Linked DNA regions of Danio rerio: region 2 is linked to region 1. Evidence: chromatin contacts called from public Micro-C data. All regions are on one chromosome and are shown on one strand. Each heading gives the region's core, a stretch centred on a gene start, on an enhancer-like site or on the middle of the called end of the contact. The rest is flanking DNA. Distances are from core to core; before and after follow the strand shown. Region 1 overlaps LOC101886654 (A disintegrin and metalloproteinase with thrombospondin motifs 20). Region 2 holds the start of irak4 (interleukin-1 receptor-associated kinase 4).

Region 1 (3,843 bases), core at 961-3,460:
TAATCTCTGCGGTTTCCGTCAGATAGAAACACATCTGATACAGCAAACTCATAATGCTTTCATTCTGCAGCCCTTTCTCTGCATTTATCAGCTTTTTCCCAGAAAAAAAACTGTTTTCCAAAAATTAATCCAGGGTTATCATCAGCATATCATTATCATACCATCAGCATCCCATTATCATATATCATCAACATATTATCATATAATCAGCATATAATTTCCATTTAATTATCACATCATCATCATCATCATATGATATTATTGTTTTATCATTATTGTTATAATATCATCAAAATATAAATATCACATCATTAGCATTCCATTATCATATGGCATAATTATATTATTATCATATAACCAGCATATCATTTTTATTTAATTATCACATCATCATCATCATCATCATCATCATCATATGATATTATTATTTTTTATTAATATAGTTATAATATCATCAAAATATATATATATCACATCATTAGCATTCCATTATCATATATTGTCATATTATCAGCATATCATTATCATAAATCATCAATATATTACCATATAATCAGCATATCATTTTCATTTAGTTATCACATCATTATCATCATATATTATTATTTTTTATCATTATTGTTATAATATCATCAAAATATAAATATCACATCATTAGCATGTCATTATCATATCATCAGCATATCATTATCATATTTTAGCATTATATTAACATATCATCAGCATATCTTACTTATTTTATTTGATTGTTATAATATCATCAGACAATAAATATCACTTAATTTGCATGCCATTATCATATATCATCATTATATTATCATGTCGTCAGCATATCTTTCTTATTTTATCACCATATTATCATTAAATATTATTGTAATTATCATTATTGTTATATCATCAGAATATAAATATATCATTAGCATGTCATTATCATACATCATCATTATATTATCATATCACCAGCATATTATTATCACAACATCAGCATCTCATTATCATATTATCATCATTATCATCATCATATGATGTTACTGTTTTTATCATTACTGTTATAATATATAATCAAATATAAATATCACATCATTGGCATGCCATTATCATATATTATTTTATCATCATCATCATCATCATCTTATTTTATTATTGTTATAATATCATCAGAATATAAATATCACATCATTAGCATGTCATTATCATATATTATCATACCATCAGCATCCCATTATTAAATTATCATCATTATATTGTTTTCATCATCATCATATATAAGTATTGTCATAATATCTTCAGAATATTAATATCACGTCATTAGCATGTCATTACCATATATCATCATAATATTTTCATCATCATCATATATTATTATTTTTATAATATCATCAGAATATAAATATTACATCATTAGCATGCCATTATCCTATATTATCATACCATCAGCATCCCATTATTAAATTATTATCATTATATTATCATCATAATCATCATTGTTATTATATATTAATATTGTTTTAATATCATCAGAATATAAATATCACATCATCAGCATGTCATTATCATATATTATCATACCATCAGCATCCCATTATCATATTATCATCATTATACTATCATCGTCATCATCATCGTCATATTATTATTATTATTATTATAATATCATCGGAATATAAACATCACATCATCAGCATGATCATACATCATCATTATATCATCATCATCATCATCATCATCAGTGTATTAAACATTGATGTATAATCAGTGCTAATATTGAGTTTTAGTTTGTGCAGAGAGCGAGGGTGTTCTGAATGACGACATTTTCATTTAAAATTGGGAAGATCTAGTTGAGCTGGTTTAGAATAGAAGTGTGTCTCCAACACACATCTTTAAAATAAAAACAATATAGTTTATTACAGAGTCTATATATATATCTAACATCAGCATACTCTTAATCCAGAGCTCAGTGTTCTGTCAGATATCAGCATCGTCAGTCTCAGACTCTCAGGATTGTGGAGTTTGTAGCTGGTTTGAACTCAAATCTCTCAGTTGTGAAGCCGGCAGCTCAACAATCATCATGCAGTTATCATCATTATACACTCCTTATTAATGTGTGTGTTTTAAGTGTGTGTGTATGTGTGTCAGACGTACCTCCAGTCCAGAGATTCAGATGAAGATCCTCCTGCAGCTCAACCACTACTAACCAGCAGCAGACCACAGTGCTGAGAGAGAGAGAGAGAGTGTGTGTGTGTGTGCCTCTTCCTTCAAGACTTTGAGGAGTGGTCTATTTCAGTGTGCGTGTGTTTTGTGTTTTAAGTGTGTGTGTTTAAAGTGTGTGTGTGTGCTGGCTGTCTGTTATCTGTGTGTCTTTGATGTATTTTTCTGCTGGCAGAGACTGAAGCCTGTGTTTAAAATTCCTCTGTAATGACCTTGTTTACGGACTGTGTGTGTGTGTGTGTGTGTGTGTGTGTGTGTGTGTGTGTGTGTGTGTGTGTGTAAAACTCAACGTGTGTGTGTCTATATATGTATATGTGAAATGTAAAATATCTGTGTGTGTGCATGTGTGTTAAACTCTTGATGTGTGTGTGTGTATATGTGATTCTTGATGTGTGTGTGTGTATGTGTGTGTGTATGTAAAAGTGTGTATCTATTTTAAACTCTGTGTGTGTGTGTGTGTGTGTGTGTGTGTGTGTGTGTGTGTGTGTGTGTGTGTGTGTGTGTGTGTGTGTGTGTGTGTGTGTGATTCTTGATGTGTGTGTGTGTGTGTGTATATGTGATTCTTGATGTGTGTGTGTGTGTATGTAAAACTGTGTGTATCTATTTCAAACTCTGTGTGTGTGTGTGTGTGTGTGTGTGTATATGTGATTCTTGATGTGTGTGTGTGTGTATATGTGATTCTTGATGTGTGTGTGTGTGTGTGTAAAACTGTGTATCTATTTCAATCTCTGTGTGTGTGTGTGATTCTTGATGTGTGTGTGTGTGTGTGTGTGTGTGTGTGTGTGTGTGTGTATATGTGATTCTTGATGTGTGTGTGTGTGTGTGTATATGTGATTCTTGATGTGTGTGTGTGTGTGTATATGTGATTCTTGATGTGTGTGTGTGTATGTAAAACTGTGTATCTATTTCAAACTCTGTGTGTGTGTGTGTGTGTGATTCTTGATGTGTGTGTGTGTGTGTGTGTGTATATGTGATTCTTGATGTGTGTGTGTGTGTGTGTGTGTGTATGTGATTCTTGATGTGTGTGTGTGTGTGTAAAACTGTGTATCTATTTCAAACTCTGTGTGTGTGTGTGTGTGTGTGATTCTTGATGTGTGTGTGTGTGTGTGTGTGTGTATATGTGATTCTTGATGTGTGTGTGTGTGTGTGTGTGTATATGTGATTCTTGATGTGTGTGTGTGTGTATATGTGATTCTTGATGTGTGTGTGTGTATGTAAAACTGTGTATCTATTTCAAACTCTGTGTGTGTGTGTGTGATTCTTGATGTGTGTGTGTGTATGTGTGTGTGTGTGTGTAAAACTGTGTGTATCTATTTCAAACTCTATGTGTGTGTGTGTGTGTGTGTATGTGATTCTTGATGTGTGTGTGTGTGTGTGTGTATGTGTGTTTGTGTATGTAAAACTGTGTGTATCTATGTCAAACTCTGTGTGTGTGTGTGTGTGTGTGTGTGTGTGTGTGTGTGTGTGTGTGTGTGTGTGTGTGTATGTGATTCTTGATGTGTGTGTGTGTGTGTGTATGTGTGTTTGTGTATGTAAAACTGTGTGTATCTATGTCAAACTCTGTGTGTGTGTGTGTGTGTGTATATGTGATTCTTGATGTGTGTGTGTGTGTGTGTGTGTGTGTGTGTGTGTGTG
Region 2 (3,843 bases), core at 906-3,405, 150 kb before region 1:
TAGCAATAGCAACAAATTAACTATTAATAATAAAAAAATCATAAGCAAATATATATAACAGCTGTGACAGTTTAGTAAAAGATAGTAGTTTATGTATAAACTTATAATTATAATGAGTTTAGATAATCAGTTTAAAACTATATATATATATATATATATATATTGCTTTAATGATTAACTAGTAGGATAATTTATTTTAAAGTGACATATTATTGTTTGCTTTTTATATTTTACAACAAAGTGATTTTAACCATGTATGATTATATTAAGATCCTGAATTAGTTTATTACACTTAATCCAACAATTAGACGGTCTATTATGTTTTCTTTGTGTATGTGGACACATGAATAAAGTCAGAAGTGTAATTAACCAATTATTTTTATTTACATAATTTGAGTTCAGAAACTGCAGAGATGTTAAAATGATCGTTACGATATAATAATAATAATAATAATAATGACTGAAATGGGAAACCAGATTTGTGAAATTCAGTAGGTGGCGATAATGCTGAAGATTTAGTTACCATATATGGTTTGCCTAGATTGTGTGTCCTAGATTGTGTGTGCCTAAAGCGTGTGTGGTTCTGCGGGCCTGCAGCTGGATATTATTGTCACACACAGCAGACCCCAAGATCCAGATTACAGTTAAGGGGTGATTGTATGTTGAAGAGTCTTCAGGGACCCGTTTCAGAAAGGGGGTTAAGTGAAAACTCAGGAGTATGATAACCCTGAAACGAGACAAACTCTGGGTTTTACCTGTGTATACCTGTTACCTGTGTGAGTGTGGCAGACGCTGTGATCGGGCAGCAGGACTGTGACGGCGGCGAACAGCTGATGGCGGATCAGGATCTCCACCAGATCTCCAACAGTGCAGTCTGAGGTTCCCCAGTCGAACAGCAGCTCCATGGTGGGACTCTTTCCCTGCAGGACGCATGCTTCAAACCGCCTGCAAACACACACACATGGAACTGTAAACTCACACACACACACACACACACACACACACACACACACACACACACACACACACACGCACAGGAGGACTGCAAACAGAGCAGCCGTACAAAACCGCAATTGTAAACAGCAAAAATAAATCTGGAAAAAGTGAGCGAGTGTTATGTGTGTGTGTATCTTGTGTCTATTTTGTGTCTGAGTGTGTGTGTGTGTGTGTGTTGTCTGTGAGTGAGTGTTGTGCGTGTGTATGCAAGTTGTCTGTGAGTGAAGGTTGGTTTTGATGTCTGTGTGTCTCTCTTTCATGTTGAGTGTGTGTGCGTGTGATGTTGTATGTGTGTGTGTGTGTGTGTATGTGTGGATGTTAAACTGTGCGTGTGGATATCAGTCTATGTGTGTGTGTGGATGTCAGTCTGTCTGCTGATGTGAGTCTGTGTGTGATTGTGGATGTCAGTCTGTGTGTTGACATCTGTGCATATATGTGTGTGTGTGTGTGTGTGGTTGTCAGTCTGTTTGTCTGCTGATGTCGGTCTGTGTGTGTGTGTGTGTGTGATGAATATCTGTCTGTGTGTTGTCAGTCTCTGTGTCTGTCAGTCTGTGTTTTGAAGTCTGTGTGTGTGTGTGTGTGTGTGTGTGTGTATGTCTGTCTGTGTCTGCTGATGTCGGTCTGTGTGTTGATGTGTGTGTGTGTGTGTGTGTGTGTGTGTGTGTGTGGATGAATATCTGTCTGTGTGTTGTCAGTCTCTGTGTCTGTCAGTCTGCTGATGTGTATGTGTGTGTGTTGATGTCCGTCTGTCTCTATGTGTGTGTGATGATGTTTGTCTGTCTGCCTGCGTGTAAGAGAAGAGTGTATGTGTGTTTCTGTATACTATTGATGTCTGTCAGTCTGTCTCTTGTTTATGAGGTTGTTTGGTGTGTGTTTGTACCTCATGTGCATCTGTGTGTATCTGGGTTCCCCGCAGGGTCTGCTGATGTCCGCCATGATGCTCCTCCAGGTGTCCTGCGGGTCCAGCAGGTCTGCTAAAGCTCTTAGCGCGGAGTACCGGAGCTTTCGAACCGGTGTGTTCGGCGTGACGTCACTCATGCCAGCCCGTTACCGCTGACTGTCCGTCATAAAAACCCTCAGAGCTCCAGAAGACTCGTGTTTTCCGAGATTGAGAAACTTCCTTCGTCTGTTGTCATTTCCCCCTCTCACAACATCCGCCTCAGACTGAAACTACACGGTGGTGTGACGTCATAAAAAGTGTAAACAGATATGTCCACACGTCATCGCTCACAAAACGCAAGTTTTATGCAGAAAATGTGATTTATTTATATTAAAAATTATGAGGCGAAGCAGCTATTTCTGAAGAGGACGCTGACAGTTTGGCTGAAACTCGACCGTGATTGGTTCAAAGTAACACGTCACGTGATAGTTATTTCTTAATCCAAAAAATAATAGAAATGTACATATTTATTAATATTTGCTTCTCTTTCTTCTCAATATATATATTACTTTGTGTCTTTTATTATTATTATTATTATTATTATTATTATTATTATTATTATTATTAATATCAATATTATTATAAAAAATGTTTCACAGTACAGATTGACAAGCAGCGTGACCAATCACAGCTCGCTATTTCTGTGTGTTTAAAGAAGGCGGGAAAATGAAATCAATCAAACATAACAATCGTTTAAACTCGTTTAAAAGTTAGAAATATGTGGAAATATGCGAAGATTCTGCATTCAGATTTAATAAAATTTAAAAATGTAGTGCGTGTGGATTATTTAAACCGTATAACTCTTCAAATGATGAATCTGACGTTAAATGATTTGCTGGTGTGTGTGCGTGTGTGTGCGTGCGTGCGTGCGTGTGTGTGTGTGTGTGGCGTTCACTCGTCGTCGTCGATCAAAATGTGGATATAATTCATCTAACTGGTAAGATTCATGTTTGGCCGCCGTGCCCAAATTATATTCACTTTTAAAATGTAATTTATTTTCTTAATTTAGCATTAACAGTCCTGTATTATAAACAAAATCGATTAACATTCATCAATCGGACATGTTGTGTATAGTCTCTATAGAGAACATGGCCCTGACACAGCAGAGGTGGGATCGTAATGTTATGTACAAATATATAATAATACTAAATGTTTTCTTGTGATTTGTTTTGACATCATGTGTGCAAAATATTTATACTGAGGCTGTTTATAATGTAACGTTTATATGTGGCCGCTGGGCGTCAATAGAGATCAAGAATAGAATTGAGTCTTTCAGCAAAACTGCTGTTCAGAAATGTGCAATCAGTGCAGTTTGACGGACTAAAACAGATCATTTTCTTTCCTTTGCCCTGTTATTTGATTTAGGAAAAGGTTTTAATCCTAGTTTTCTTTTGAAATCTTGTAAAAATCCACAGCAAGATCAAGATTAATGTGCAGTTTCTTTCTTTCTTTCTTTCTTTCTTTCTTTCTTTCTTTCTTTCTTTCTTTCTTTCTTTCTCTCTTTCTTTCTAATTATTTATTTTTCTTATTTCTTTCATCTTTTCTTTCTTTCTCTCTTGAAAATGTTTTTGTTTTTAATGAGTCTTTTTCAATTATGTGTGTGTGTGTGTGTGTGTGTATATGTATGTATGTATGTATGTATATATATATATATATATATATATATATATATATATATATATATTCATTTCATTCATTTTCTTGTCGGCTTAGTCCCTTTTTTAATCCGCGGTTGCCACAGAGGAATGAACCGCCAACTTATCCAGCAAGTTTTTTTAAGCAGTGGATGCCCTTCCAGCCGCAACCCATCTCTGGGAAACATCCACACACACATTTTAACACTACGGACAATTTAGCCTACCCAATTCACCTGTACCGGAGGAAACCCACGCGAATACAGGGAGAAC

What was found. Hi-C and Micro-C count contacts between places; a contact is called where the count stands out from the background.
Region 2: a contact with region 1 is called in a Micro-C map of caudal fin, with 13 times the contacts expected there. The contact joins the promoter of irak4 here to the enhancer-like site in region 1. A contact is called at or near these places in 4 of 18 Hi-C or Micro-C datasets (caudal fin, embryo, hematopoietic stem cells and 1 more).

The regions. Positions count from the first base shown.
Region 1 is chr25:573,103-576,945 of GRCz12tu, reverse strand. All of the region lies in intron 28 of LOC101886654 (A disintegrin and metalloproteinase with thrombospondin motifs 20), which reads left to right. Among named protein-coding and RNA genes, the nearest start is that of prickle1a, 77 kb to the right of the region's middle. Within about 2 kb of position 2,210, at least 9 of the 62 cell types and tissues checked have an H3K27ac peak or open chromatin away from gene starts, as enhancers often do. A contact at or near this core is called in caudal fin, where this site is marked.
Region 2 is chr25:720,490-724,332 of GRCz12tu, reverse strand. irak4 (interleukin-1 receptor-associated kinase 4) reads right to left here and starts at 2,155. Exons shown (of 10, transcript NM_200163.1): 1 at 1,877-2,155; 2 at 773-945. The coding sequence starts at 2,034. It overlaps LOC141380852 (a long non-coding RNA gene), which reads left to right and starts at 2,809. Exons shown (of 5, transcript XR_012400150.1): 1 at 2,809-2,873.